3 separate regions of the Mus musculus genome follow, and regions 2 and 3 are each linked to region 1. Evidence: chromatin contacts called from public promoter capture Hi-C data. All regions are on one chromosome and are shown on one strand. The core of a region is the stretch at or near the end of the contact, and the rest is flanking DNA. Distances in the headings are between cores, read along the strand shown. Region 1 holds the start of Slc2a13 (solute carrier family 2 (facilitated glucose transporter), member 13). Region 2 holds the start of Syt10 (synaptotagmin X). Region 3 holds the start of Rabl2 (RAB, member RAS oncogene family-like 2).

What was found. Promoter capture Hi-C pulls out the DNA fragments that hold promoters and counts their contacts.
Region 2: a contact with region 1 is called in a promoter capture Hi-C map of hippocampal neurons, with 3 times the contacts expected there. The contact joins the promoter of Syt10 here to the promoter of Slc2a13 in region 1. A contact is called at or near these places in 2 of 39 promoter capture datasets (hippocampal neurons and liver).
Region 3: a contact with region 1 is called in a promoter capture Hi-C map of pre-B cells, with 3 times the contacts expected there. The contact joins the promoter of Rabl2 here to the promoter of Slc2a13 in region 1. A contact is called at or near these places in 4 of 39 promoter capture datasets (the 3T3-L1 cell line, hippocampal neurons, liver and 1 more) and 1 of 115 datasets of contacts at active chromatin or transcription factors (astrocytes).

What each region holds. Positions count from the first base shown.
Region 1 is chr15:91,571,826-91,574,525 of GRCm38.p6, forward strand. It overlaps Slc2a13 (solute carrier family 2 (facilitated glucose transporter), member 13), which reads right to left and starts at 1,436. Exons shown (of 10, transcript NM_001033633.3): 1 at 750-1,436. The coding sequence starts at 1,272.
Region 2 is chr15:89,840,418-89,843,117 of GRCm38.p6, forward strand. Syt10 (synaptotagmin X) reads right to left here and starts at 1,443. Exons shown (of 7, transcript NM_018803.2): 1 at 1,202-1,443. The coding sequence starts at 1,352.
Region 3 is chr15:89,590,627-89,593,326 of GRCm38.p6, forward strand. Rabl2 (RAB, member RAS oncogene family-like 2) reads right to left here and starts at 1,297. Exons shown (of 9, transcript NM_026817.3): 1 at 1,194-1,297.

The DNA of each region.
Region 1 (2,700 bases), core at 186-2,685:
AAAAAAAAAAAAAAAAAAAAAAAAAATCAATGCCCAGAGAACCTACATCTCTTCATTTCTAAAGTAAATTGCAAGTGTCTATCTTGCTGGGCATTTATCCACAGGAGTGGCTCCTAACTGAATCTAGGAAATGAACGTGACCTTTAATGGATAATTTGGTTCCCATATGGAAAAGGCAGAGAAGGCAAAACAAGAATGGTGAATGTTGGCCCAAAGTAAAAGTTCTAAGTCGGGTGGGAAAGGGAGACAGATTTCATCTAGAAAGGTGGAAAGGTTGAAAGTCAACCACAGAGCACAAAGCAAGGAGAGAAAATAGTGTTCTATTTAAAAATGATCCACTGCAGAGAAGATGGAACTGGAACGGAGCAGGGATTTTGGAGTTCAAAACTCCTTGACTCTACTAATTATTGCAGTTCGCAGTTCGTTTAAAGCTCGGTGGGCTTAGCATCCTAAAGGAGAACTGGCAGTGGGGAAATCACTCTCAGGGATGGCAGGGATGTGGAGACCCTCCTAAACTCAACAAGCGGCCTCAGGTTAGGCCGGATCGGGGAAAGCTGGGGTATCTTGAATTGCTCCAGACTGTCCGGCGCTGACTGACCCGCGGGCGACCGCAGATTCCACGTGGGAATCCGGGAGAAGGGAACGCATCCTCCACAGCCACCAGGGCGCTCGTGCCACCGAGCCCCCAAAGGACCGCGGAGCAGGGGAGAGCAAGGGGGTCAGTGGGGCTCGCGGGCGCGGCCACTCACCGATGCCGAGCCCCACGACCAGGCGGCCGGCCAGCAGCGTCTCCTTGTTGGCGGCGGCGGCCAGCACGGCGGAGCCCACGGTGCACAGGGCGCTGGCCAGCAGGATGGCGCTGCGCCGACCGAGGGCGCCGTTCAGGGCCCCTCCGGCCAGCGCCGCGACGGCGGCCGCGCCCACCGCGCCCGACACCAGCAGCTCCTGCCACATCGCGCCCAGGCGCATCTGGCGCCGCAGCAGCAGCATGGCCCCCGACACCACGCCGGTGTCGTAGCCGAACAGGAAGCCGCCGAGCGCCGAGAAGGCGGCGGCCGCGTACACGAAGGCCGGGGTCTCGTCGCGCTGGAACTGCCTGCGCGCCGCGCGCTCCAGCTCCGCGCCCTGCAGGCTGGCGGCCGACTCGGCGGCCAGGAGGCTGCGCTCCCCGCCTGGCGCCCCCGGCTCCGGCTGCCGGCGGCGCCTCTCGCCCATCAGGCTGCTCAGGCTGCGCAGCGTGTACTCCACGTCCTCGCTCGCCTTGCGGGACATGGGACAGGCGGACGCCGCCGAGGCGGCTGCGGGGAAGTTGCGTGTGGGGCGCCGCGCACTCTCTGCCAGCTGCTGAGCCGCTGCTCTTCTGCCACCCGAGCCACCCGCCTCGCAGCCTCTGCTAAGCTGGCGCTACGGAGCGGCCGGGGGCGGGGTCGTGCGTCACTTGCCCGCTTGGAGGGGAGGGGCGAATGGGACCCACCTCCCCCTGGTGGGCGGAGACAGAGAAGAACTCCTCCCCCTGGACGCTGCCACCTCCCTCTGTGGGCGGGGTTAAGCGGAGGTCCCCTGGAGACAAGAGCTCTTTGGAGTCAGGGTACCAGGACACAGGGAAGCTTGCCTTCTGGCTGCAGATGAGCTGCTTGCTATCCAGAGCACTCAAGCTCACAGCAGGCTAAGGATCAGGTGAAAGACTCCTTCTGCCCTCCTGCTTGCAATCCGAGGTGGCTGAGACTGCCTGACACTCACCTACTTCTGTCCTTTTGCAGTGAGTGTCCGTGTCCCTTGGCTCTCATGCAATTAGTTTGTTTTGGAGCAATTTGGGACCATGGTCACTGGTGTCTCTAGTTTCCTTTCTCCCTGCTACTCCGTCTTTAAATTCCGCCCTTCTAAAATGCATTTGCATCTTGACTTTCTGAGGGGAGAAAGAGAGACAGAGACAGAGACAGAGACAGACAGACAGAGAGACAAGAGACAGACAGACAGACAGACAGCAACTCTTCTCTCACGAGAAGGCTTCCTGTGGATTCCCAGAGGTAAAGCAACTTTAGCTGTGCGTATATACATCACCTTCTCACATAACTAGCTGATTCCAAGTGGAACAAGGAAACTCAAGAATGTGATCTGTTGTGTGATTGGCAATTACCACCTTTCTTGCCCAGCATGCGAGCCTAAAAAGATACCTTCTCCCTGACAATTCCTGCTGCTGCCCCATTGATTTGAAGAAGCGATTTTAGATGCCCCATTTGCCTGAAACAAAGTAATTTCAAATGGTTTGAGGATGGTTGTTTTAATTGCTAATTGCCAGTTGTTGGCTGGTTTGGAAACCTCCCGTTGATTTAAATATTCTGTAAATTATTTTATGTTGTTTCATTTCCGGAGATAGAGACTAATCAAGTGTCTTTCTGCTGCAGTCTCATTCTTCAGGCGTAGGACACCAGATTTAAATGAAAAAGAAATTTAAAACCCATGGTTTCCGTGAACAATTCCTGTCTTCATTTACTTCCCTTATTTGAACAAATGTTTCTTAGCACGAACCCTATTCATGCAGTTTAAGCTTGTTTCCTTCAGAGAAATTGTTTCTGTCATCCTATTACACTATGAAGTTATTAGACTTTCCCAACGTCCCTTTCACCTTGATTTTTAGTCACCAAAATATCTCACTTTCCAACCACATTTCTCCAAATGTGGGGGGGGGGCGGTTATCTC
Region 2 (2,700 bases), core at 193-2,692, 1.7 Mb before region 1:
TTCCTCCACTCTGAACCTAGGCTTAATGTTCACTTAAAGGCATTTTAGACGAGCTTACTCGGTTTACAGAGGTCTTTACAGTAGCAGCAGCACTTTGATTTTTTTTTTTTTTTACATCCTTTGCATCACACACACACACACACACACACACACTCACACACGCGGTTTAAATGGCTTTGGTTGTGTTTATACATTTAAAAAAAAAAGACGCTTCTATCACACTGACAGCAACAACAATGTATCATTCTGCTTCAAGAGTCCCTGGTTCTGATAAGCTCAGACAACCCCCCCTGCCCCCCCCCCCCCCCCCGCCCTGCTTCTGTTGCCATCAGCAGAGCATTTGGAAACCTTGGAGACAGTCAATGTAAACAACCCAAAGACACAGCTAAACCAGACCCATTCCCATCCCACCAGACTCTCCCTTCCTTTGTCTAGCTCTTAGGGTCGATGGTGAAACCATAACTCTTCTTTCATCTTCTGCACTTCTCTCCTGAGCCTGACGTTGCGGTTGCGCTTACCTGTTGCCCTGGCTACCCAGAAGGTAGAAACCCTTGCCTGGAGACCAAAATGACTCGAGAAAACAAAGTGAATGAGACAAGACCCCCCCACGCACGGAGCCAGTGCATCTCCTAAAGCGATCAAGTGACCCTGGGGTCATCTGATTACATCTCTTCCCCCTGATATTTGCTTCCAAGGTTCTGGACGCAACTGGAAAGGATTTAAAATCTCTTTTCCATTTTTTTGACAAGTGTCCTGAGTGCCTGGTGTCAATAGTCCCTACCCTTTCGCCACGGTAGCCAAGAAGCGCTAGAAAATTACATATGCATTATAAAAGGCATTGGAAGCTTTGAAGAGCTCGACAGGTTGCATCTGAAAGTTAGAGCTGAGGGATCCTTCCTGCGTTTGGGGCTTGACGACACAGCCTTCCCTCTAGAACTAGGTTCCTTGAGGCCAAGCGCAGATTCTCCTGCCAGGCTGGGTGATTCTGCTACACCCTGCAGGACAAGCTAGAGCACCGAGTCCCTGGGACGCCAGAGCAGCAGGTGGGAGAGCGCGAGAGCAGCCTGGGAGCAGAGACCTAGCAGGTGCAGGCAACAAATCCAGCGAGCAAGTCCCCCGAGGCCCGGCAAGATAAGCTCCAGCCAGGAAGTCAGCCCCGAAAATGCCCCTTGTCCCGGGAAGCGCAAGCGGATCCCCTTACCTGTGCCACCTCCTCCCTGGCCGCTCCTATCGGCTGGAAAGATGCCCGAACACTTGTCCCACTCCACCTGACCCGCGAAGCACAGCTCGGTGATGATGTGCAGCGCCTTCTGGCACAGGCTGCTCACACCGTCCTCCTTGCGGAAACTCATCTTGGCTTCTGCTCGCAGCTCCGTTGATCTCCCTTGGTCTGAGGCAGAGCCCTAAGAGTTGCGAGTTGGCCCCATGGTTGGCACGGGCGCAGGAGGGCGGCGCGCGCCAACGGACGCTGCTGCCAGGTCTGCGCTTCTCCTCGGAGCGCTCGGAGGCGCGCGCGGAGCCCAGCCGGCGGGGAGCGAGGGGCGGCGGCGCGCAGAACGGCGCCTCCCGGGTGCTGGGCGGCGCGGCCAATGGCAGGCTGGCGCGGGCAGCGGGGGCAGAGGCGACAGTGCCCTCCATACACCTTTCTGAGCCCCCGTCACACTCTTTTCATTTCTCCCTTTCAATCCAACTTTGCTACTCCCTGGTCCCTCCCCGATTCTTTATCTTTTAAAAAAAGAAAGAAAGGAAAAGCTATTCCCCGTTCCAGACCTGCGGATCTTTATTTTTATTTTTAAATAAAAGTAATCAGAAGACAGGTCATGCGAGGTAGAGTGACACCTGTTTACAATTTGTTTTTAAACGACTTGGAACAATGATAGTTTGGGGATAGAGAACGTTCTAGGTAAGAACACTGTTATCACCAGCAGTGAGGTTCATCAGAAGTTGGGTTTACCCGGCACTGTGAACAGGAAAATTTGAATTCACTGTCATCTACAGAACGAAATATGCCATCCATCAGGGTTTTATTTATTGAAATCATAACTCGTGACTGAGAGACGCCACTTGATTCTAGTTTCTTCTCTGCTGGCGGCTTAAACAGTGCGAAGACAAGATTTCTGTGTCAAACGAGTGTGGGGGATTAGGTTCAGTGCAATCAGCTACAGGCGCACTCTTAATTGTAAAGACATTGTTTTGAAGTCTTTTTCACAGCCTGTTAGAACAAAGGGCTTTAATGGGGGGCATCAATCCCCCGACCCCCGTCTAAATTTCTCTAATTCAAGTTGGTGTAAATCAGCAATGAAGCTGAAGATACAAAATAAAATTAGAAAGCAGTTACCCCAGGCTATGATAAAGCTACCACAGGCTATGATAAAAGCAACTACTCAGTTTAAAAACCCTTTCCACACCAGCCCGTGAATCAGATAGTTCTTCACTCTCTGTTTTCCAATTCCAAGTCGCCAGTCTTATCCTCAGCTTTGTAGAAGACCATTTGCTGCTGCCACAAAGTTCTCTCAGCCCCCATTTCCCACAGGATAATGCAGAACTTCTCCTCACTGAATCCCTTTATCTCAGTCTCTAACCCCTGGAGGTACTCCCTGTAAACCCTCTGGCCATACCTGCCTGAGTAGCCAATGCAATCTTCACTTTCCTTCCTGCCTTCCAATCATCCCCAGACCTGTAGCTGACCACCTGCCTGGG
Region 3 (2,700 bases), core at 47-2,546, 2.0 Mb before region 1:
CTCTCCCTACCTTCTGTACTAGATTTACAAGTTCAGCATATATACATTTTCTATATACATATTTTTACTTGTAAAAACACAAGCAACAAACATCAACAGAGTGCCCAAGTCACATGGAAATCTGATATTTCGCAAAAACAGGCAGACATTAACTGTACAATCTATGATGCCTGACCCATTCATGACCACTTTCCTTCTCTGTCCCATTGCTGCCATCAGCATCACAGTCCCTTCACCTTGGTAATTCCTCAAAACTTTTATTTATTTATTTTTATTTTGCGGGTGTCCTTTTTAAACCTCTAGTGGCTTTCAGCCTTCCTAATGCTGCAACTAGTGGCTCATGTGGTGGTGACTCCCTCAACCATAATATTATTCCAGTTGCTACTTCATAACTGTAGTGATGAAAATATCTGTATTTTTCTGATGGTTTTAGGTGTGCCCTGTAAAGAGTGGATCATTAGACTCCCAAAAGGGTCACACAAGTTGAGAACTACTGCTCTGTAATTTTACCCAATTCCTAAATGTAGATGATACAAACAATACCATGTCAAGACTTTGTCCTGCACTGCCTAAACTCAGATATTTAACTGCTCATCAGTTTTGTAAACAGGAGACTAGGGCATATAGGAACGTTACACGTTAAACATAAACAGTAAACTAGTTCTATGCACACTTCTCATATTTCCACAAGTATAAGACGTGACTACTATCCAGTGTCAACACCAGTGCGTAACATCATCTCTAGCCCGGTCCACTCGTTTCATATTCAAATCCGATTCGACAAACACTGCTTCGAATGTACGAATGTACAATAATCCAGATTCTTCGCCAGCTGGACGCACGGCATTCACACTACAGCCTGACTGGGAGTGGTCCGTTCGAAAGCCAAACCCCGACTATCGACTCACAATGGAAGCCCTCAGTGACTGTCAGTGTCTTCGCGATTTACGAGGGCTTTCTTTCGTGGGACAAACGTTTTTTAGGCGCCCACCAGGCCTAACCCCTCATCTCCTTATAAAGGACCCGCGATCTGCGGTCGGCTCTCGGCTGGGTCTCCGCCTTCCCTCCGCCCCACCTCTCGGGCGGGTTCCCCAGGCACTTTCGGCTTCGCGGAGGCTTAGAGGGACCCGGAACACCGCAGATGCGCTCGCCCACCACAGCCCCTGGGCCGCCAAGGCAGCCAGCCGCCTTACCCGTTTACAGATGACTGCAGTCCCGCAGCAGCTCGGCCGCGTCTCTGCCGCTGCTACGCGACCGCACCAGGACCCCGAGCTGGGCTGTCCGGCAATGGCCCGAAGGACCTCAGCGAGGCGCGGGCTGGCTAGCGCAGTGCCTGTCTGTCTGGCACCTTCCAGGATGCGCATCTGTTCTACTGACCCGGGGATGACAGAGCGGATGCTCTGGCATACTGGTCTGCGGTGGGAGTGGGAACCGCAGGTTGGAGAGGCATATGGCCAGCAACAGGTTGCTGCAGTATGTGATGCCTTGTTTCTCGACACACCCCCCCTTAATTTATTTATTCACTTTCCATACCGGTAGCTGCCTCTCCCACCCGACTCCCCCTCACACAGTCCCTTCCCCCATCTCTTCCTTTTCTCAGAGAGTAGAGCCCCTGCACCCCTTCCCCGACCTTGGGTGTTCTCTCACCTTGGCACACTAAGTCTCTGCAGGGCTAGGTGCATCCTTTCCCACTGAGGCCAGATAAGGCAGCCCACCCAGCTAGAGGAATTCCACAGACGGGCAACAGCTTTAGGGGTAGCCCCCTCCCCACTCCAGTTGCTGGGGGACCCACATGAAGACTGAGCTTCACACCTACTGTGTGTGTGTGTGTGTGTGTGTGTGTGTTGTGTGTCCAACCGTGTATGCCCTTTGGTTGGCGGTTCAGTTTCTGAGAACCCTCAAGGGTCCAGGTTATTTGACTCTGTCAGTCTTCCTGTGGAGTTCATATACCCCCCCCCCCCGGGGGGGGGCCCTCAATCATTCCCCCAGCTCTTCCATAAGAGCCCCTGAGCTCTGACTTTCTTAATCTCTCTCTATATATGGAGGGGCAACTAGGGAAAAGCCCCCCTCCCCCCAGCCCTTGGGCTGGAGTAGTTTAGGGTAGGGGCAGGGGATGCTAGCCCTACCCTCTAACAGGTAGAGACTGGGCATGCTGGGAGAACCCAGGTCTGCATTGATATGTTAAATAGGCGCCTCAGTTAGCCAATTGCTTGAGACCTAATAGCAAAGATCAAAAATTATTTCACAATAAAAACTGTAATGTATCCGTGGTGTCTCTTGGGAGCCTTCGCTTTATGGACTCTTGGGGATTTACCTCAGCTTTACAACATGCTCCTGCTGCAGTGCCATAGAGAGTCTAGAACACTGCCTGAAATATTCTAGGTTCAAAGCTATTGTGCTCAGTGATGGATGAGTTCCAACACTGTGTGTGTGTGTGTGTGTGTGTGTGTGTGTGTGTGTGTGTTGGAGGTGGGAGTTCCTCACCTCAGGCTTCATGGATGTTGTTGTTGTTATTATTATTATTATTGTATATTCTCCTACCAGCATTTCAAACAGTATTTATCTAATTAGTATATCTTTGGATTATATCATGTTAAAATACTTGGTTTTTAGAAATTGGTGTTTTGAGTTGTTGAGTTTTGTTTTTCTTAAAAAAAAAAAAGGACTAAATAAATTTTGGCTTGGGATGAGGACAAAATT